Regions from separate parts of the Gasterosteus aculeatus genome. Here region 1 is linked to region 2. A link is a contact called in public Hi-C data. All regions are on one chromosome and are shown on one strand. Each heading gives the region's core, a stretch centred on a gene start, on an enhancer-like site or on the middle of the called end of the contact. The rest is flanking DNA. Distances are from core to core; before and after follow the strand shown. Region 1 overlaps cyth3b (cytohesin 3b). Region 2 has its middle 3.5 kb from the start of rac1b.

Evidence for each region. Hi-C and Micro-C count contacts between places; a contact is called where the count stands out from the background.
Region 1: a contact with region 2 is called in a Hi-C map of tail fin, with 5 times the contacts expected there. The contact joins two enhancer-like sites. A contact is called at or near these places in 3 of 6 Hi-C or Micro-C datasets (skeletal muscle, tail fin and whole body).

What each region holds. Positions count from the first base shown.
Region 1 is chr11:12,131,718-12,134,858 of fGasAcu3.hap1.1, forward strand. It overlaps cyth3b (cytohesin 3b), which reads left to right. Exons shown (of 14, transcript XM_040191796.2): 14 at 1,399-3,141. The coding sequence ends at 1,471. Among protein-coding and RNA genes, the nearest start is that of cacng5b, 9.6 kb to the right of the region's middle. Within about 2 kb of position 1,799, at least 1 of the 9 cell types and tissues checked has open chromatin away from gene starts, as enhancers often do.
Region 2 is chr11:12,098,949-12,101,791 of fGasAcu3.hap1.1, forward strand. No RefSeq gene overlaps it. Among protein-coding and RNA genes, the nearest start is that of rac1b, 3.5 kb to the left of the region's middle. Within about 2 kb of position 1,568, at least 1 of the 9 cell types and tissues checked has open chromatin away from gene starts, as enhancers often do.

The sequences.
Region 1 (3,141 bases), core at 549-3,048, 33 kb after region 2:
TCTTCCTTAAGTGAAAAGGATGGTGGTGTGTTGCCACTCAATAATGGTTGTAATGCTAAATATATTAGTGACGGGGCATCATGGACTGTAAGACCCAGGAAATGTACTGACACCTCTCTCTGTATTGAGTATTACAATATTCTATTTCATTAAGGGGTGTGGTTTGCTGTCCGTCAGACAGCGTACATATTACGTACTGTTACTGTTCAGTGAGGAGAACCTCGCTCCCTGTCAGGGACCTAAATGTTGCTCTCTAATCACCCGCGTAGAGGATGGTGCAACATCTAAGTCTGAGTTAGCTCAGCAGAACACTAGTATACTGTAACATAATGCAACCCCCCACCGTTTCCATACTATCAAAGGGTTTGCACTGGGGAAATGATGAGGGATTAGTCACTGCTTCGAGCGGCCCAGGCGTGAGCCAGCAAACCCAGCGCTGCCATCCAGGAGAGGCAGCTCCAAACTGGGCTGACGGAGCCACGGAACCACGGAGGCCAACAAGCTTGTGCTTCACCAGAGGGGGTCCGGGGGGACTCGGGGGTCTGTGGAGATGAAAGGGGTTTTATGGAAATGGTGATTTTGTGGAGATGATCACAGAGGCAACGCTGCATCTGCTCGACTTGAGTCAAAACCCCACAGAGCCCGATGATGGTGGAGGAACTGGGTCAATGGGGAAAGTGGGCTCATAAATAAATGTGATCTGTTAGTGAAAGTTTCATCAGGTTTTACATTTTGTTGAGGGCAGAAATGTTATTTTGCATTAGTCACAGGAGCCTCGCTCGGATTCACAGTTGGGCTTTTGTTTCATGAAATTGGGTTGTGTAAAATGACAACGAGTGGTGCAGAAAAGCAGGATAGTCATCAAATACAGATTCATTCTCCAGCGCGTGGCGTCGCAAAGGCAATCGGAGATATCCGCAGTGGGGGGTTGAGCCTCTTCTTGCTTTGTGCTGGTGCTAACGCGATTTAGCAGCCGTGAAACTGGGCTCCTCGGTGGAGCCCGAATGGATTCCTGATTCACTTGCTCTCATTGTGCTCTGCCTTTTGCATCGCTGCAGGAAAAAAGGGCCAGCGAAAAGAGTCAATCATCTTGAGCACATTTGTTCGCCCTCCTTCAGACCTTTCAACCTTCAGAGTAGTGAGGGGGGAAGTTTGGGATTGTGTCTTTTAGCCAACCCGAGTACCAAGAAAGAACTAGTGAGCAGGAGGGTTCCTCTTCAGAAACCATGGAAACCAAACTAGGTCGTTGCACAAACTCTTTTTTTTTTGATGATCTAGCTAAAGAAGGGGTTTGTATAAATGTGCCAACATTTCCATATCAAAGATGCTCAAGACCCTCATCACATGTTACCGTATTATTTATTTTGTCACTGTCCTTTTGATTGACCTCTTCTCCAGGGCCAGCATTAGCCGAGACCCCTTCTACGACATGCTGGCCACCAGGAAGAGACGCATCGCCAACAAGAAATGAAGCGGGAGGGTCTTCTTGACCCCCGTCTTTCCCTCCATCCGTTGATGAACACACGACACAAACCACGCCCCCCGGAGAGATGCCAAAACCCCAATTACACAAACCTCAGTGTCTCTCCTGGACTCTCCACAAGTCATGTGCCCTCGCTGGGGAGACATCACACAGCCCACTGAGGGGATTGATCCGCCGACTCTCTCACACACCAAACAACCAACCGGGCCGATCTGTTTCTCCTCCATCTCATGCACACCCCCTACCTCTCCCTCTCATGGTCATTACATGTTCCAGGTCTCCCTAAAGCACAACTGCCACGTTTCAGGTGCAAATGCATGTATGTGGGTTATTATAGGCCAATATGTATGTATGTGTGTGTGTGTGTGTGTGTGTGCGTGTATATATATGCAGTGGTGTGCATGCTATCAGTGCACACAGTATCTACATTATGGGTGCGGAAGCGAGCGCTCCGACCACTGTGCTTTATGAAGACGTCCTAATTCGAAGCCCGAGTGCAACGTGAGGATGAGTGGGGACGTCTGGAGGCTGGAGTTGTGGGAAGAGGAGACAAGCGGACATGTTTGGGAGGCGGCGAGTCGATCTTGCGCAGCATAAGCTCACCTGCGACGTGTCGCCGTCGTCTCACTCAGGTGCTGAATTCTTCTGCCACGTGGCTGAAGCCGTCTCAGAGTAAGCTCAGAGAGCGGTGCTGGCTTACATTTAGGTTCCTACAGACGTGTCACAGGCTTGAGTCAGCTGGGCTGATTTCACTCATTTGTGTGCAGCAGAGAATTTTTGAAAATGTGCATACTTTTTTGTTTTAGTTGCTTAGAAAAGGAGCTTTTGCCGAGGTCTGAGATAATATTTGCGTTTTGGACTTGGAGTCGCAATCCGTATGAGAAGTGAGCACAGGTTGATTTGGTGACATAACCTTGGTTTAAAGAAGGCAACAGCCAGTGAGGTTTAATAAAATAAAAAAAAAAAGTCAATAATTGTAACTGCAATCTGATTTACTGCTCATGTTCTGATCTCTTGTTCCAAAATGTGAAAAGAATCAGAGGCCAATAACAATGTGGCAGATATCCATGTTATACAATTCAACACAGTAATGCTGGATCAGATGCATGCGTGTTTTCCTGTGAACCCCTGGGGCATGTTGATCCAGCTGCCAATGAAAAGTAATATCTAAAAGCTGCTTCCAGAATGTGGAAACATATATTGGCGATTGCAGATTGAATGCTGACCAGAAAGGAAGTCAGAATGGGGTTTCTTAAGGACTTCAACTTTTAAAAAGTCCACCACGCAGGCTTTATCTACGGCGACGCACCGGCCCAATGGGGTACCAGTCCAATTAAGCTTTTTCTCCTCTTGTCTGTGGCCTATATGAGTGAAGGTCAATGTGCTGTTGTGATCCTGTTTGCAGTTGGTTCGTAATCCTAAAGAATTCCTGCTTGCTTTTGTGTTCCTCTTTAAAAAAAAAAAGCATATAAATAATAACCAACTATAATTTTTGTATTTATTTTAATTTGTGAAATGGTTTAATACTATCTGTAAATGTTAAACAATGTATGCTTAAGTTATGTATGTGTGTGGATATATAATGTGTAGGTTTTTCTGGTTACTTTGTTGTTGTATGCACACTCTGTGTAACATGTCTGAGCCAACAGGCAGACTTT
Region 2 (2,843 bases), core at 318-2,817:
AGACACCGTTCATTGTTTCACGTTTATCAGGTGCTCGGTGTCAACATCTCTCTTTGATTTAAAAAAAGTAAATATCTACCCTGTGGCACGAGCAAGCATGTTTTTTCTTGTCTGTGGCACGGACACTTAATTAGGGGCGAGATGTGTAAGCGGTGCGTGTGGAGGTCTACAGGCGAGCGGTACAGCTGTCACTACGCAACATTTACAGTCCGTTATTAAGTGCAGTCTGATTGGGAATCAGTGCATTTCTTCGGTGTGTCACACACACACACACACACACACACACACACACGTGTTGTTTCACTCGTTGTTAGTCGTTCTGCATATCTGGTAAAAAGCGTGGGTGAAAAATGTATCTATCTGTTTTTATTTCTTGAAAAGAGTGTGTGGCGAGATGAGCGAGTAGGGGGGGTCACAGCTGAGAGTAAGGATGGCTGAGTAGTAATAATTGAATGAAATCACAATTCTCAGCCTTTCCTGTCCTTCTGATGACCTTTCATTTGTTTTCTAGGTTTGCTAAAGTGCCCTTATAATGTATTAAAATATATTTTGTCACATTTGTTAAGGCTATTTTGAAATACCTTTTTTTAGCTTTTTCTTACAGTTTATACAACCAGCCCCTCTTGCATCACATGTCTTCACCTTCAATTTCTCTTGTAATTTCTTATCTCCTGTTATTTGGGTAGTTGGAATTCAAGTAGAACAAAATGTCATCAATATCCACACTGCACACCCAGCAAAGAGAATAAAATATAACAATGAATCATTACAGTTATCTATGAGAGGGTATTCAAATCCGGTGTTTCTTGCTCCTAATCCCATACTTACAGTCAACACTAAGGTCTATTTTCATCCCACAGATATTCTCTACAGTTCACAAAGACATTAACTTGTACAATTCAACTTCTCAAGTCTCTCAGCCTACATCCAGATTAAAGAAAAAAGGTGTCTCTTTAAGTTGTATAGCTGCCTGAGAGTTACTAATATTGAACCCTCGACTGTATGGGTTTAGCGTCACCTCCCCGACCCCTCTTGGTCGTAGCTGAGACGTGCATTTGGAGACGTCCTTCTGCAGGAGCGGTTGCAGTACCACATCTGTTCACACGGGGGAAGCATCCTGCCACTGCTGGATCCACCTGCCTGTATGTCATCATAAAGGAACAAGGGAGAATAATGAAGCAGTAATTATACTGATGTGTTAAAAATATATCCAGTCAGGACATCTGTGAAAGGGTTTGTTCTACTGCTGTGCAACCGTTGGTCATGATTTATAATATCTGTTTTCTTCCTTAACACTTCCCCAACGTCGTTCGTCCATAAGTCTACTTCTGGAAAGAAAATGTAAACTCCCCTTCCATCTCCGTCATCTGATGCACATCAATTAAAAATTCACATGTGACCCATCTCCGAATTTAAAGCAACATCACTGATAATAAATTCATCTCAGACCCATTTGGCGCCTCACTATAATGTGCACTACTTTTGAGAAGATTGCTGACACCCTCGCTCCATGTAAGACATCCTCAGCAAACTCACCCCAACCAGTCACTCTGCTGCCAGGCTGCGGAGGAAAAACCATCGGGGGTTGCCAAGGCAACTGTATTCCTCCGTGTGACAGACGAACCCCACTGCCCCCCCCCTCCCTTACCCACCCACTTGTTCTGAAAAAAGAGGATTTATTTCTGTGGGATTTGCGAGGGGGAAACATATTCCATTAGGGGTTATCATAGAGGACTGGCAGCAAAAGAGGGGGGAGAGATCTATAGATGAAAGATAAGTCGGGTCATCACTACTCTGTTTTTGTCTTTTGGTGAAAAAACAAGAGTTTCAGCCTTTGGCGTCTGCGGCAGCTCACGCGTGTTTTATTTGAGTGAGTGTGAAAGAGGGATGATGCAGCGAAAGGCAGGGATTCAATTAAAGCTGCAATGCAGCGTATTTAATTCCAGAGACATTATTCATGAACTTTAACCAATTCATTTGGGTGAGTTTTTGTAATTCAGTATTTGGAAAGAATGAGTGACAGCTGGCAGAAGTGGCCTTTTGGTCACAATAGTCACAAAGCCTGCACTAACGTCATAAACCTCCGATATCAATTAGAAGAGGTGTAGTTTTAGTTAGTGAAGTTTAAGTACGAACCAATCAAGAGAGACTCCAGAACACAGTTGAGTCTTTAGATCACAACTCTGTGTAAATGAGGACAGACTGTTACATTTGCTGCTTAATGTCACATCTAGATTTTTTTAATTTGGTAAACAAACAGCGTTTCTATCTGGATGTCCATCAGCCAGTTTATAAATAATAAACATTTAGTCATTATGTCCATGCATAAAGAATGGATTACGAATGCTAAATGTAATCAAACAATAATCCACATGATTTGATCTCTGAAGCTTTTAGGGACTTATGCTCAACCCCCTCAACCTCAGTTTGGGGTTTTGTCATTACTTTGTGTAACGTCCTCTTTGCACTTTCCTTCAATAGACCTTTCATTTGAAGGCTGTGAAAGGGGGGAGGAGGGGGGACAAGAGGCGTAAATGCAAAGTGTTTAAAAAGGAAGAGATCAGGTGCTGAGATGAGCTGCAAGCTGACCTCAAAACTGAATCAAAGGAGTGAGCGTGTGTGGGGGAGGAGAAAAGGGAGAGGAAGCAGAGAGGGAAATGTGCAGGAGGGAGACTTGTGTATTTGCTGCAGTCATATCATGTGAACAAAATAGGTCATACAGGCAAAAGAGCATTTAAATATCCAACTATTTTTAGAGATGTTTGGGAGAATTATTTTGTTCCCCTACTTATTTTTTATTTTTGAAGACTTGCCTTCTTGCATTACGTGTTGGAGTGCAGTTT